Regions from separate parts of the Sus scrofa genome. Here region 2 is linked to region 1. The links are chromatin contacts, called in public HiChIP or PLAC-seq maps. All regions are on one chromosome and are shown on one strand. The core of a region is the stretch at or near the end of the contact, and the rest is flanking DNA. Distances in the headings are between cores, read along the strand shown.

Region 1 (2,946 bases), core at 157-2,656:
AGTTCTTGGTAAGGCACCCCCCAGTGCGGCTTCACATTGGGGTGAACATGGCAAGTTCTGAGAAATGTCTGTACAGTGAGACAAGAACCTGGCCTTGCAACCGCAGCCTCCCTCCTCTCCCCACCCCTTGCAGCAGAGCTGCTCTTTTGGCCTAGACCCACCCAGGAAAGGGAGGGAGGTGCCCACATGGAAGCCGGAAGTTCACACTCAGACACGGTTGATGCCAGGTCAGCTCTGAGGGGACTCAAAGGTCATCATGGTAGCTTCCCTCCCATGCCCTGATCCTTGGCCACCTAGGGGATAATGAGTGACCTCCTAGCCAGAGGTCGCATGTGTGGAGGGGCCACAGGCTGGCCTTTCTAAAGCCTGCAGGCAGCAGGCCACACCCTGCTCTGAGTCTCTGCAGCTGTCCTAGCCCATCCCATCCCAAAAGGGGCAGCCCTGTGTGAGGCAGGAGGCCCTGATCCAGGAGTCAGGATATCCAAGTGCTGTCCCCATGTTCTCTGCCATGGCAGCCCTGTGACTTTGGCAAGGTCTGACTCGCCACTTTCCCTGTCCTGACACTGGCCAGTAAGGCAAGGACCTGGTCTCCCAGCCACATGATGTAGGGGGCAAGTGGGGTCAGAGGGTTTCTTGGCTGGTGGAGAGGGCTGGGAAAGTGAGGAGGGGCTCCAGGTCCATGGCTGGGGCAGGTCTGATTGCTCCCAGGAATGTGCGTGCCTTTCTAGAAACACCTCTTCTCGGAACCTGGTGCCTTTTGGCTTGCCCGCCAGCCCCACCCCACCCCCCACCTGCTCTGCTTTCTCTGGCTCCCAGCTCTGCCACTTACAAGGTCAGGGGGAAGCCCAGGAAGGGCCATAGAAAGCATCTTTCCTAGAATAAGGGTGATTCATGTAGAGACAGCATGCTGGGAATACACATTCCCCCATCCTAGTAATTTGAGAGACACGGGCAATTACCTGACTAGATAGTAGATGTAAAAGATAAAAGGACCCTACCAATTCCCTCGTCTGGAGGCCCAACCCTCTCACCACCTGGACCCGGAGGGGGCAGTGACCCACCCGAAGTCACAAAGCCGTACCAGGCCTCCAGATGTCCAACTGGAGCCCTCTCCACCACACCCAGGCCTCCTGAGGAGGAGAGGGGCACTTGTTTCCCATGGTTTGGGTAGGCTATAGGCGTATGAGACAGCTCCTAATGAAATGACAGGTACAGGCTGAACACTTGGTAGACAGCACTAGTTGGGATACTCTGAGCCACTGCTCACTTGGGGGCTGGGGCAGTAGCTGGGAATGTGAGGACAGTTAAGGAAACCAGCAGGGACTTTCTTCTTGGCCTCACCTACCCAACCAACCAGGAAGGTCACTGCCTCTAAAGGACAGCAGTCATGGGGTTCCAGCGCCCCCTGGTGGAATCCTGGGACAAAGACAGGTGCCCTGAATCCCTTTAATCCCCATCCTGCCTAGTCCTGGTGGCACACTTACCTCTGTTTCTGGTCGAGGGATAAACACTGGGGGCACCATCTTCAGACTGAGCCCATGAAAGTCCCACTCACCAAGGATGTACTGCACCGGCATCCTGCAGAGGGGCAGCAGGGTCATCATCAGTGCCAGAGCCTCGACTCACAAGAACATGTCTAGGTTGAGAGATAGCATTTGTGGCCAGGTTTCTGGTAGGGTCACATCTCCTATGCCCGGAACTCCTAGCCAAGGGCTTCCTATTTACTACCATGCCCTCTCTCTCATCACTCCTTCATCCCAACACCTCCCCAGTCCTTGGATACTTTATTCCTTCCTGACCAGGAACTTGGTGGGGCTGGAGGAATCTGAACCCTGCCCCCCACACAGAACCCTCAGGTTTGGACCATGGGTGCTCACCTTTGCAATCGGTAGCTACTCAGCTCCTGGATATACCGCAGCTGCCAGCGGGTCAGGGGCTGGGTCAAAAGTCCTGGCCTCAGACTCTGAAACTGCCCCACAGAGAATTTGAGTGGTTGGCTCCCCAGACCCAGGTTCTTTTCTGGACAATGCCAGTGGGCCCAACACTGACCACTTTAGTCACCCCTGAACCCCTAGTTTCTGGCACACACTCTAATAGTTTATTGGGTGTATGAATAAGTATCTCCCTAAGACATTCCTTTGGAAAAATCCCATCACCCTCAGCTCATCACTCTCATGGGAGTAGAAAAGCCTGGATGTTTCTTCCTCAGGGTCCTCCCTCCCCCGCATATCCTGCCCTCTGGACAATACTGCACTTAACTGTTTTGGCTCCAAGGACATGAGCCACGATGTACTCACTGGATTCTCGGGCCTCAGGGATACCCCTTTTCTCAAAGACTGCTGTCCAGTGGCTGATCAACTCTGTGGCACTCAGCAACCCAGTGGGAGTCAGATGTGGTTGCTGCGAGCTGAAGGCACAGCCCTGAATGCCTCCCCTCCACCCCAGGGCAGATATGAGGGCCCTCAGCATTCTGCCCCAAAGTTTCACGTCTCAGTAAAGATTCCTTGACCACTCGCCAAGGTCCCCAAGTCTTGTGATGTCAGCTGCTGAGGATGGTGACTGGCCTCAGCTGGGTGGAGATGGAGAGGTCAAAGGTTCTGGGTCCTCAACACAGGTCTGGTCCTCAGATATGGCTATCCTGGAACAGGGAAGGAGAACCAAGAGAGCAGCTGAGCCTTGTGTGACCCACTCCCCACTGACCTGTTGCCTTCATTCTCTTGCTCTATCATCACTTTGACTCTGTTTTAGAGCCTGACCCACTTATTTGGGTTCTCTTGTCTTGGTCAATGATATTTTCTTCATGTTTTTTGTTAGTCTTGCTAATAAATGGGCTGGTGTGGGTCAGGGCCCAAGCTTGGGGGCTGGACAGATCTATATGACCCAGAGGGTGTGACCCCGGGAAAGCCATTATTTCTTGTCTGCGCTATTTCTTTCTTTTTTTAAAAT
Region 2 (2,946 bases), core at 204-2,703, 620 kb before region 1:
AGACTCCGATGCAGATGAGGAAGTGGAACTGATCCTGGGGGACAGTAAGTCTAGGGCTGACCATGGGGCTAAACCTTGGTACCCAGGGAAAGGTTCCTTCCCTGTGCTAGCCTAGCCCAGAGGACAAGCCACACCAGGGTTCTGACTCCTCGAGGAAAAGCAGTTTCATATTTCTGATCCTGTGCACACTTTCATGACGACTAGATAACCAAGTGGCTGTTATCTCTTTAAAGGAGGTTGGCAGACTTCCATAAGGGCTGGACTATAAGTAATTTTGGCTTTGTGGGCCATATGGTCTCTCTTGCATCTACTCAGCTCTGCTGTTGTAGTGTGTGAGCAGCCAGAGACAAGATATAAATGATGTGGCTGTGTTCAAATACAACTTTATTTACAAAAATAGGTAGTGGGGCTTGGTTTGGCCCATGGGCTGTATGTAGTTTGTTGACCCCAGCTTCAGAGGATTAACCTTCGAATGGAAGGGCAAAGTGTAGTTCTCCGGAGAGGCAGGCTGGCATCGTTGGATGCAGCTGCTCATGGAGGTGCTGTACCTGCTCCTTTCTAAGTTATAAAGAAATAAAAGCCCTTTTGTGGGTTGGAGCCCTTTTGCATTTGCTTTTGCCTAGTCCTTAAAGACCCGGGGACAAATCTTTCTCCTTCTGTTGTGTAAACTGCACCCCCCCTTTTTTTCTTCCTTTTTCTTTTCCTGAAGAACAAGTTCCAGTTTTTCTGGTACTTTCCCAGTAGTACAGTTTTTGAAGTCCATCATCCCCTGCTTATACTGATGGATCCTGAGTAAATCAGATAATGGTTCTAAGAGACAGTGAGCTCTGCAGCTGTACTGTGCATGTTTTAAGAGGACATATTGGGCAGCATCACTGTCACACCTGTCACTGTTGACAGACTCATGCTTACTCTGGCCCTGGTTCTTCCTAGTGCTGCCCTGCCTGACTGGGGAGCAATCCCTGTGATATCCAGCCATTTTTCATGTATTTAATAACCTGGCCAGCATTCTCACAGCCGTGGTAGGTATTATGCCTAATAGTGTAGCCAGTGTGGCCATTAAAATTTTAATTAAAAATTCACTTCATTTTCATGTCCACACTTCAAGTGCACTACTACCACATTGAATAGCACAGATATAGAGCATTTACATTGTTACAGAAATGTCTGTTGTGCCTAGGCCCAACAAATGCCAAGCCTCTTCAGAGTAGATGCCTGGTTTTCATAACCACTGGTGTTGGTGGTAGGGAACAGCAGTGGGGTGGGAAGAGGGAGTGTGTTGTGTGGTAGGAGAGGGGAGGGGAGGTGGCGGCAGATATTAAAGCATATGGGGTGAAAGATTTCTCCTGTTCCAGTGACATGAAACCATTTTCTTTGGGATAAATCTCATACATGCTTCTAGCCCTCAAGATTGAAGGCAGTTTGGCTTAGGGGAGACTGTCCTTCTTTCGTAAGGCCTCTTGCCACAGTTGTATTTTGAGGAAGCTCTGTGGGGCTGGGAGGGAGTGCCTCATGTCTGCCCATCTGCTGTTTGCCAACTTCCATTTTTTTGTACTTGGAGGTTGAGGTGATTCAGTGAAGGAGGACTGGCCTTGTCCCTGGCCATGGTCAGAGAGCCAGGTAAGAGGGACTGAGGGGCAAGGGACACATGACAATATTGATGGGAACAGAAGGGAAAGTTTTGGAACTCCCGCTGTGGTGCAGTGGGATCAGCAGTGTCTTGAGAGCACTGGGATGCGGGTTCAATCTCCAGCCCAGCACAGTGGGTTAAGGATCTGGCGTTAGCGCAGCCGTGCCCTGGTCTGTGGCTGCAGCTTGGATCTGATCCCTGACCTGGGAGCTCCATATGCCTCAGAGTGTCCCCCTTCCCCCCCAAAAGGGAAAGTTTTACTGAACTTTTTTGTCATCTGTAACATGTGGTGCACAAGTTCTGTTTTCCTCCAATTATAGTAAGGTAGGTTGGGGGGCAGCTGGTACCTCTGACCTAAAAGGATTGCTGATTTTTCCATTTTCAGTTTGAATATAAATTAAATTTGTATTTGGCCTGTAAAATTCCTGCTTCTTTTATTAGTCTTTGACTCTTTAAGAAATTCCTTCAAGCTTAAGAGGTAATCTGGAAAACCCTCATTCTGTCAGCAATGAGGATGTGCCTTTAACTTCGTTGGGAGTATTTATAAAAATTTGTGAAAAATGCCCTTGTAGCTGACAATTTGAGGACATGTCAGTTTGGGCTCTAGAATTGAGGAGGCGATGTAGAAGTGGCATGTGCAGTGTGTACCCCATTGCTCTGTTTTAGAGACTGATGGTAGCCTGCAACAGAGCAGACAGAGGGAGCACTCTCTATACCCTTGGTTTGCTGATACTTTGCTTCACACTCATCATCGAGAGCATTAGCTCTAACCTTTTGAGGCTTAAGGAGCTCTTTTAAGATATGATGAAAACCATTGTGATGGATAGAAAACCACACCCCCATACCCCCCACATAACCTTGCCATAGGCCTTGGATCCCACAGAGACCCAGTGACTGATTTCAGATGCAGAAGCCCAGCCCTAGGAAGAGAAACACCTTCATTCTGAGGTCGTCATGTTTCTCTTTTCTGGTCAGTTCTGCTTCCCACCCGCCACCCTCTAAGCCTGTATGTTGTGGAGCAACAGGTTAAACGTGGCAGGGATTGACTGTAACTTCAACCGCCTTTGCCCTCAGGGCTTTCCAGAGGGAAAGGTGCCAGCCAGGGTCTGGGGTTGGGTATCTTCAACACTTGGAGGATGAGAAAAGGCTAAGGAAGGTAGAGAAAGGAGTCCTGCCACCTGACCACCAGGAGGGGAGTCAGTGCCTGACCCCTGAAGGTTCTCCCCCAAACTCTGTGCCTGACAGTTACTTGCTTAGATTGTGATATCCTCCTCTTACTGCATTTACAGTCCTCTTTAGATGTGATGCCAAGTTGT

Evidence for each region. HiChIP or PLAC-seq counts read pairs in DNA pulled down with a chosen protein or histone mark.
Region 2: a contact with region 1 is called in an H3K27ac HiChIP or PLAC-seq map of alveolar macrophages. The contact joins two enhancer-like sites. A contact is called at or near these places in 1 of 47 Hi-C or Micro-C datasets (brain) and 1 of 2 datasets of contacts at active chromatin or transcription factors (alveolar macrophages).

What each region holds. Positions count from the first base shown.
Region 1 is chr13:33,048,756-33,051,701 of Sscrofa11.1, reverse strand. It overlaps HEMK1 (hemK methyltransferase family member 1), which reads right to left. Exons shown (of 11, transcript XM_021068829.1): 2 at 2,298-2,638; 3 at 1,878-1,969; 4 at 1,485-1,578. The coding sequence starts at 1,577. Among named protein-coding and RNA genes, the nearest start is that of HEMK1, 3.2 kb to the right of the region's middle. Within about 2 kb of position 1,406, at least 27 of the 83 cell types and tissues checked have an H3K27ac peak or open chromatin away from gene starts, as enhancers often do. A contact at or near this core is called in alveolar macrophages, where this site is marked.
Region 2 is chr13:33,673,463-33,676,408 of Sscrofa11.1, reverse strand. DCAF1 (protein VPRBP) reads left to right here. Exons shown (of 24, transcript XR_002337541.1): 23 at 1-1,620. Among named protein-coding and RNA genes, the nearest start is that of RBM15B, 11 kb to the right of the region's middle. Within about 2 kb of position 1,453, at least 2 of the 83 cell types and tissues checked have an H3K27ac peak or open chromatin away from gene starts, as enhancers often do. A contact at or near this core is called in alveolar macrophages, where this site is marked.